3 separate regions of the Mus musculus genome follow, and all the other regions are linked to region 2. Evidence: chromatin contacts called from public promoter capture Hi-C data. All regions are on one chromosome and are shown on one strand. The core of a region is the stretch at or near the end of the contact, and the rest is flanking DNA. Distances in the headings are between cores, read along the strand shown. Region 1 holds the start of Nr1h2 (nuclear receptor subfamily 1, group H, member 2). Region 2 holds the start of Ercc1 (excision repair cross-complementing rodent repair deficiency, complementation group 1). Region 3 holds the start of Emc10 (ER membrane protein complex subunit 10).

Evidence for each region. Promoter capture Hi-C pulls out the DNA fragments that hold promoters and counts their contacts.
Region 1: a contact with region 2 is called in a promoter capture Hi-C map of cranial neural crest. The contact joins the promoter of Nr1h2 here to the promoter of Ercc1 in region 2. A contact is called at or near these places in 5 of 39 promoter capture datasets (cranial neural crest, frontonasal cranial neural crest, maxillary cranial neural crest and 2 more).
Region 3: a contact with region 2 is called in a promoter capture Hi-C map of pre-B cells. The contact joins the promoter of Emc10 here to the promoter of Ercc1 in region 2. A contact is called at or near these places in 3 of 39 promoter capture datasets (cranial neural crest, frontonasal cranial neural crest and pre-B cells).

The regions. Positions count from the first base shown.
Region 1 is chr7:44,552,654-44,555,353 of GRCm38.p6, forward strand. It overlaps Nr1h2 (nuclear receptor subfamily 1, group H, member 2), which reads right to left and starts at 1,312. Exons shown (of 10, transcript NM_001285517.1): 1 at 1,156-1,312; 2 at 926-1,055; 3 at 44-101. The coding sequence starts at 83.
Region 2 is chr7:19,343,787-19,346,486 of GRCm38.p6, forward strand. Ercc1 (excision repair cross-complementing rodent repair deficiency, complementation group 1) reads left to right here and starts at 1,285. Exons shown (of 10, transcript NM_007948.2): 1 at 1,285-1,410; 2 at 1,820-1,931. The coding sequence starts at 1,827.
Region 3 is chr7:44,494,956-44,497,841 of GRCm38.p6, forward strand. It overlaps Emc10 (ER membrane protein complex subunit 10), which reads right to left and starts at 1,463. Exons shown (of 7, transcript NM_197991.3): 1 at 1,301-1,463. The coding sequence starts at 1,414. It overlaps Fam71e1 (family with sequence similarity 71, member E1), which reads left to right and starts at 1,640. Exons shown (of 5, transcript NM_028169.2): 1 at 1,640-1,775; 2 at 1,960-2,078; 3 at 2,548-2,678. The coding sequence starts at 1,733.

The sequences.
Region 1 (2,700 bases), core at 62-2,561, about 25 Mb after region 2:
CAACACTGTGGAAGGGGCTGGCTAGGGAAAGCCCGTCACTCACCAGGCACGGGAGTGTCCAGAGAACTTGTGGGGGAAGACATAGTGGGTCACGAAGCAGCCTGCTGAACATAGGGGAGCCAGCCAATTACAGGGCATAATAGGGGTGTCTCTTCTTCCAGTGCTCACGGACTCTTGAGACATGATCTCATACAGCTCAGGCTACCCGAACTATGTGGCTGAACAGCTTGAACCACCTCCAAAATCTTGGAACACACTACTCTAGGCTGTCCTGGGATCTTCCGCACTCCTGCCTCGGCCTCTCAAGTGCTGCCATTACAAGACTGTGCCACACCTCAGTGTTTTTAACTTCTATATTGAGCCCCCACTCCCAGCCCTAGTTCCTAATAAACATCACACACTTTAACATGCCCAACCCGGCCCACTGCTCCTTCCACCTCTCTACGAATCATGACCTCAGAGAGCCCAACAACTCTATTCCTCTTCTGTGAGCACCAACTGTGCTCTTATCATGGGAGATCCTAACTTTGCCCCGCCTCTCCCATCAGGGCGCAACCATTACCCTTCTACCATAGGCTCCTTCAAGGCTTTAACGCACCCCAATACAGACCCCAGACCCTACCCATCCCATCAAGTCCCTGGCCCCACCCCTTCCCACTCTGGAGCAGAAACCCAAATTCCGCCCCGTTCCTCCTAGGCTCCGCCCCTCTCATTCCCCCAAAGCCAATTATAGGTCTTCACTGTGCCACGCCCTCCATGCCTCTGCCCCTCCCAATCCCCCCCAACAGTGGTCTAGGCCCCGCCCCAAGAATCAAAAGCCTTTAATCACAGACTATCTACAGCAGGCCTTCTGCCCATCTGTGTCCCGCCCCCGCCCACCAACCATAGGCTTTCCCTACGCCCCGCCCCGTAGAGTCACGCCCACCTTGTTCCAGGCCCCGCCCCTCTCCGTGCACCAGGGGGAGGCGGGGCTCATGACTGCACCGGCGATCGGGAGGGGGGTCGCAGGGGGTCTCCGACTCTGTTGCCCTGGAAACGGCCGTGGGAGGCGAGAGCTGCGAGGAAAGTGAGGGAAGGATGCGCGCGCTAAGCGGGACCCACGGCGATCCGCGTACCGGGCTCAGTCCCACCTGCCCGGCCGCCCGGCGCACTTGCCTCTGTGTCCGCACCGGTGATTGTGCCTCCACAGCACTTTGGAAGTAACTTCAGAAGCCTGGGAGTAGCTCGAAGCAACAGCGCTTGCTGAGCGAAAAGCAAAAGTAACTTCGCCACTTCTTCCGGCAACCCCGCTGCGCGTCACTTCCGGAAGTAGGCGGACCGGGAAAGGTGACAGACTTCCGGTCTGCCAGGGCGCCACCGACTGTGAGGCCTCGGCCGGAAGTGGCACACCGGAAGTTTATTTCTTCTGGTAGTTCCCCTCTGGGACTCAGAAAAAAGTTCCGGAAAGTTCTTTCGTTTCTTTTCGCAGGTGGCTAACGAAGCAGGTTTTAACCTTTTTGAGTAGTTTAAAGTTCTCTACTTTTGTAGCGGTGCTGCATGGCTGCTTTTTAAAAAAATTTTTGTCTTGATTTTGAGACAGGATCTCTTATTTCAAGGGTGGCCTTAAACTTCTGAGCCTGTTGCCTTTACCTCCCCATTATTGCGGTAGCAGCTCCTCTTCCAGCCCTGTATGTTGGTTCTAAATATTTTAAATTTGGAGATGGCAAGATGGTTACAGGATGGTTTTAAGCCTAAAAAGCTTAAAGGCTTTTCATACCTTAAACTTCTCCAGCTCAGGGCTTGGGCTGCCCTTCCCTTTATAATCCAGCCGATTTGGTTACTGGGTCCTTTACTCTCCTGGCTCGCCTCTCTCTCCTTCTCCTTCTCCTCCTCCTCACATGTCCTGATTCTGGATCTTGTTCACTTTGGACTCTCTTGATGTCCCCGCCTCGGGAACTTTTTTTTTTTTTTTTAAGATTTATTTATTTATGTATATGTGAGTACACTGTAGCTGTCTTTAGACACACCAGAAGAGGGCATCAGATCTCATTACGGATGGTTGTGAGCCACAATGTGGTTGCTGGGATTTGAACTCAGGACCTTCAGAAAAGCAATTGGTGCTCTTAACTGCTGAGCCATCTCTCCAGCCCAGGAACTTTTTTATACAAGAATTTATTTTTGCATTCAGCTTCATAATAGGAAGAAGTAAATATAAAAAAGGCAAATTGGGTGCAGACCCATGCCTGCAATAAGCAAACAGACCCAGGCAAGGCAAGAGGATTGCTTTTAGTTGGAAGCCAAATTGAGCTAGGAAGTGAGACCTGGCCATCAGCTAAATGTGAATAAACAAGTAGCCTCAACCCCTCTCCCATAAAAGTAATAATACCAGCTTTTTCACAAAAGATTGAAATACTTGTGTGAATCTCAGATGGAAAACATTCAGAGATTGTTTCTCCGCACTCCCCACTTATGGACAGTTGGGAATCTTTATTAAGCACAAATTCTTGCTTTTACTTAACTTTTGTTGCTGTTGTTCTTGGTTTTGTTTTGTTTTGTTTTTTGTTGTTGTTGTTTTGGTTTTGTTTTGTTTAGGTTTGGTTTTTTCGAGACAGCGTTTCTCTGTATAGTCCTGGCTGTCCTGGAACTCACTTTGTAGACCAGGCTGGCCTCGGACTCAGAAATCCGCCTGCCTCTGCCTCCCAAGTGCTGGGATTAAAGGCG
Region 2 (2,700 bases), core at 35-2,534:
TGGAAATCACTCTGTAGGTCATGCTGTCCTCGAACTCACCGAGATCCGCCTGTCTCTGCCTCGTGTGTTGGGATTAAATGTGTGAGCCATTTCGCCTGGCTACTATTAATAGTTCTGTTTTGTATCACACTTCCAAAGGCCTGGGGCCATGGCTCAATAGTAGTGTCTCTGCCTAGAATTCACAGCGTAGGCATGTGCTTGTACACACACACACACACACACACACACACACACACCTCACAACTAGGAAAACATTAAAAAAGATATAGAGGGATTACATATGATGACCTTTGGGCGTGCCCTCTCTCAATACACGAAGACCAAAAGAAAATGGAGAATACGTTGGTAAATGCATGCAAAATTTTAAATGGAGAATTTTTAAAAGTATGAACTCGAAGGAAAGATTTGCAGCCTAATGAAGTGACTAACAGCATCAGCCCTTAAGCATCACTCCAACAAATGGGCGGTAATCAAAAGATGCTCATCTCCTTTTCCTCCCCCTTTTTAATTTAAAAAACCGTTGAATTGCTCATTTCGAAAAAATGGGCAAAGGATATGAGCCAATCTTTGTTAAAAGGAATAGGCAAAGGAAATGAGCAAGAACAAAAAATATATAAGACCATTAAACTATTTCCTTAGCAATCACAGAACTACAAGTTGGAACGGGGTGAAACTGTCCTTCCAGGAAATGAGTCATACTAAGTCATTCATGGGGCCCAGGTCTCGGAACACAGGTGTCCCTTCCTTCAGGAAGCCCGTCCTCACACCCCAGCTGGGTCAGGTGCCCCCTAACACGGGCTCAATGTCCTCTGGGCTCTCCCTTCCCGACCCTGCCCGCTCTGGGTTGTCCCTGTCTGACTGTCCCACTGGACTTTAAGCCACAGCTGTCGGTATCAGTCCCTGCTTGGGATGCAAGTGGGGAATGGCTTAGAATGAGTGAGTCAATGTCTGTGGGCTGAGTCCACCCACGCTTACAGGGAGGGCGTCCTCTGAAATCTCACCTCCCTCCTCTCTCTCTCTCTCTCTCTCTCTCTGTCTCTCTCTCTCTTTGTCTCTGTCTCTCTCTCCTTTCCTCCTTTCCCTCCCCCACCTCCTTTGATCATCACTGAGCCGGATCTGGAGTCTGGGAAGCGCTCAAGAGGGCCTTGGAACACAACTACTTGAAGTCAAAGTCTCCCAGGTACCAAGATGCACAAGCTTCCATCCGCCCCAAACCACAGCGGTCCTCCAGGACCATAGAGAGCAGCGCGAATAGAGTTCCCCGCTCTAACTCCTCCGGGGAGCAGCGAGACGAGCGAAGGGCCAGAGCGGCCGGAAGTGAGTCTAGCAGGAGTTGTGCTGGCTGTGCTGGCGTTGTGTCGCCTCTGTTTCCCCCCGTGGTATTTCCTTCTAGGCATCGGGAAAGACCAGGTGAGTTTTGGCAGTGCTTAGACGCAGAGCTAGGACCGAGAGGGACAGGGTGGAGGTGGATGGAGGCCGGGGATTGATGATTGGCAGCGGAAGAAGCCAATCATTGCGGAGGCTGAGACTAGGCCGGGACTGGGCGAGGCGAAAGCATCCAGGTGTGCCCCTGGGGGCGGGGCCAATTGCCTCTGAGCGAGTGTCGTGCGGGAGTAATAGCAGGTAGGCGGGGCTATAAGACCCGTAGACCAATCCGGAGTGAGAAGGAGGAAAGGGGCGGGCCCACTGGTTGGTCCTCTGGAACCTAACGCTAGCGAACCGGGCAACCTTTTGTGGGATGGGGTGGGGATACCACTGTGAGCCAGAGTTTCCCTCTGGAATATGGAAATGCCTACGACGATGTCGCCACGCCTTTCAGGCCCCAGATGGACCCTGGGAAGGACGAGGAAAGTCGGCCACAGCCCTCAGGACCACCCACCAGGAGGAAGTTTGTTATCCCACTGGAGGAAGAAGAGGTGCCCTGTGCAGGGGTAAGAGCGAAGACTTGGGGGCTCTTGGGAGTTAAAAGGATCCCTGGGACTACGGTGTGAGTTTAGGCTTGGGTTGCTTTGGAAAAATAACCTGCCATGCTCTGCAATCCTCGGTTTGCCCGTTGGTAAAATGGCATGACAGGGTGGTTAAGGGAGAGGCTGGCAGCTGGGCAATGGCCAGTGATAGCTTTTGTTTGTTTAGTTTGGGTCTTCGATTGGGTCACATGTTTCCTGGGCTAGCCTTGAAATTGATGTGTAGCTAGGGTTGGCCTTAAATCCAGTTCCTCCCATCTCCACTTCCCAAGTGCTGAGGTTATAGCAATGGAACATCCTTTTGTTTTTTGTGTGGATGTTTTGCATGCCTGTATGTCTGTGCACTACATGCATGTAGACCTGCAGAGGCCAGAAGTCATTGGCTCCCCTAGACCTGGAATTGAATCCAGATCCTCTTGAAGAGCAGCCAGTGCTCTTAACTGAGAAGGCATCTCTCTGGCCTCTAAAACATGTCTTTGTGCTGTCTGTACACACATGGATGAGTGCTGTGAAGCTCCTGTGAAGGGCAAAAGATAACCCGTGGGACTTGATTTTATCCTTGTACTGTGTAGATCCTCAGGACTGAACTGAGTGAGGTCACGAAGCTGGCAAGTACCTTTACCCACTGAGCCATCTTGCCTGCCCCCCCTTCCTTCTTTCTTTTCTTTTCTTTCTTTTTTTCTTTCTTGAGCCTTGCTATGACCTAAAACTTGCAGCAATCCTCCTGTCTCCATCT
Region 3 (2,886 bases), core at 213-2,712, about 25 Mb after region 2:
GCCGTAGCTGCATGCTCACATCCAATCACAGGTGCTCTGCCCAGGACTGCCTCTCATGACACAGTCCATTTCCATAGCCCAAAGAAAACTCTAAAAGCTTGTTATTCTCATGTCCAATGCCCGGGTCGTTATCTTTTTGTTGGTTTTTTTGGTTTTGAGAGTCTCAGTGCACAGCCCGAGCTAACCTCTGATTCACAATTCTTCTGCCTCCACCTCTTCGTGCTGCTACTACAGGTAAATACCACCTTGCTCTGCCCCCCACCCCAGGTCATTCAGGTTTTCATTCACGAGTTCACTTCCTTTGCACATGCTAATACTCTGACCATTCACATTGGCAAGAAGCCCACTTCTCTCTGGCACATCCTAGATCCACACTTTCTTTCCCACGGTTCTGAAGCAGAGTCCCACTAAATCACTCCCTGATCCAGACCGGAGATGATCCTCCTGCCTACGTCTGCTGAGCGCTTGGGGTTACACATGAGCACCACCACCATCAGCTTAATTTCTTTGTAATTTTTCTTTTTTTAATTTTGTGTATGGATATCTGCTGCATGTACCTATGTGCCCTGTGTGCATGCCTGGTACCTGGTGTGCCAGAAGAGAATGTGCAATCCCCAAAAACTGAAGTTAGCAGACAGTCGTGAGCCTCTAGGTAGGTGCCAGAAAGCAAACCCAGGTACTCCAGAAAAGCAGTCAGTTCTCTTGGCCCTCATTTCTCCAGCACCCTATTTTTGGGGTTTTTTTGAAACAGGACCTTAGGTAGCCCAAGGTGACCTTGCACCCCACACCCAGGCCTAAGCCTTAGATGTCTTAATTTCAAGCTTCTCCTAGCCAGGCATCCTACAGCACTCTGGCTCCTGAAGGACCTGACTTCTTCGTGCATATTCAGAAACATGATTCCAACCCTAGCACTAGAGCACTGCTTCCTTGCCATATCTTTATTAATTACTTATTGAGTCAGGGTCTCACTGTGTAGCCCTGGTTGGCCTAGAACTCCCTTTGTCCTAGGCTGGCCTCGAACTCAGAAATTCACCTGTCTCTGCCTCCCGAATAGGGGTATTGAAAGCGTGCACCATCACACCCCCATTTTTGTATTTTTGAGACAATCTCAAGCAATCCAAGCTAGCCTCAAACTCCTTGATCCTCCAGCCTCAGCCTCCCAAGCACGGAGATGAGAGGCTAGCTACCACTACTCCACGCAGCTCAGGTTCCGAGCAAACCACATCCTCTCATGAATATTCATGATGGGGTCCATCTAGCGCCCACAGGAGGCCGCCCCGCCCCGGCCACTAGCACTCACCCCACGCGCGGAGGCCCCGACCCGGCAGCCGCTGCCTCGGGCTCTGCTAGGAGCCGCGGCTACCATCAGCAAGAGCACTAGCAGCCGGGTCACCCCGGCACCCGCGGCCACCATACGGGAGCGTTGAGAAAAACCGAGAGCCATACAGCCCGCTAGGAAACACAGGGTTCATCCTGAGGCTCACGCGCCTGCGCCGCACGCCGCGCCTGCGCACTAGCGCCCGTCCGCCTGCTCCCGCAGTCAGGGCGGCCATTTCTCCATCCGGGTCTCTAGGGCTCACGTTCCCGGTGACACCACCTGGGAGAGAAGTGACGTCGTTGACGTCACGGAACGCCGGGCACCCTATTGTAAAGTCACAAGCTCTAGGCCCCACCCTTTATCTGTCTGTCCCAGGCTTCACTCGGCGTTCCTCCCCAGGGCCGGGGCGTGGCGATGAAGGGCGGTCGAGATCTTAAGGCCGCTCGGGGCGGAGCAGGTGAGACCAGTTCTGAGGGGATGGAAGGTGACAAAAGGACTTCTGCCTGGAGGGGTTGGCCCTAGAGAGGGAGCCGGGGAAGGTATGGGACCAGCAATGCGGAGGCCGCTGCCCCGCATGCGCCCTCGGTCAGAGTTCATGTACCTGGCATCCTGGGATGGATGCTCGCGCTTCGCCCCTGCAGACCGCCCCCTGGCTCCAGCCTACGCCCCGTGCCGCCCTGGGCGCCTCCAACGCCACCTCCTGAGCGGCGAGTTCGACCAGCTGCGCGACTTTCCCATCTTTGAAAGCAACTTCGTGCAGGTGTGGAGCCCCGGACCTCCGACCCGTTGATGTACGGATCTCCCCCATCATTTGTCGTTCTTTCCAAGTGATCCACATCACCTCTGAGCCCGCTGGGCTTTTTGTGTCTTCAGAAGCCTTTGTCTCAGTTTCCTTGACTGTACACATATGGTTCTTGTCCTTTAATCCTAAAATCTTTGGCCCACAAGCCTTTTTTTTTTTTTTTTTTTCCTTTTTAGAGGTAATATGGCTGGTACTCTGGGCTTCACTCGTTATTCAGCAGGAGCTCTACCCCTTAGTCACACCCTAGCCCTGCACCGGGGGATTCTAGGCATGTGTGCTTATATTCTGAGCCACATTCCCAATCCCTAACCTACTGTTCATCTCCCCTAGTTCATGACCTTTCACTCTGTCAAGATCCCCAAGACCCAATCAGATTCCTGTTGAGTTCTGTTCTCCATCTATCGATCCTCTTAACCTTTGGCCCCAGGTGACCCGGTTTGGAGAAGTCGCCAACAAGGTCACCATGGGGGTGGCAGCCTCTAGTCCTGCCCTGGAGCTGCCAGACCTGCTGCTGCTGGCCGGCCCTGACAAGGAGAATGGACACCTGCAGCTCCTCGGGTGACTGCCCCTCTAAGTCCCAACTTCCTCCAACCTCCCTGCCGCCATTTTGCCACCCAGGGACCAAGATCACCACCAAACCTCTTCACTAAGAAAAATGGCAGGGCACTTCACAGAGGTCAGAAGTCAGGCGAGATGAGGGAGGACAGCCCTCAGTGGCATCACAGGGTCAGGATGGTGGCTGTTTACACAGTGCTTTCTGCTTTCC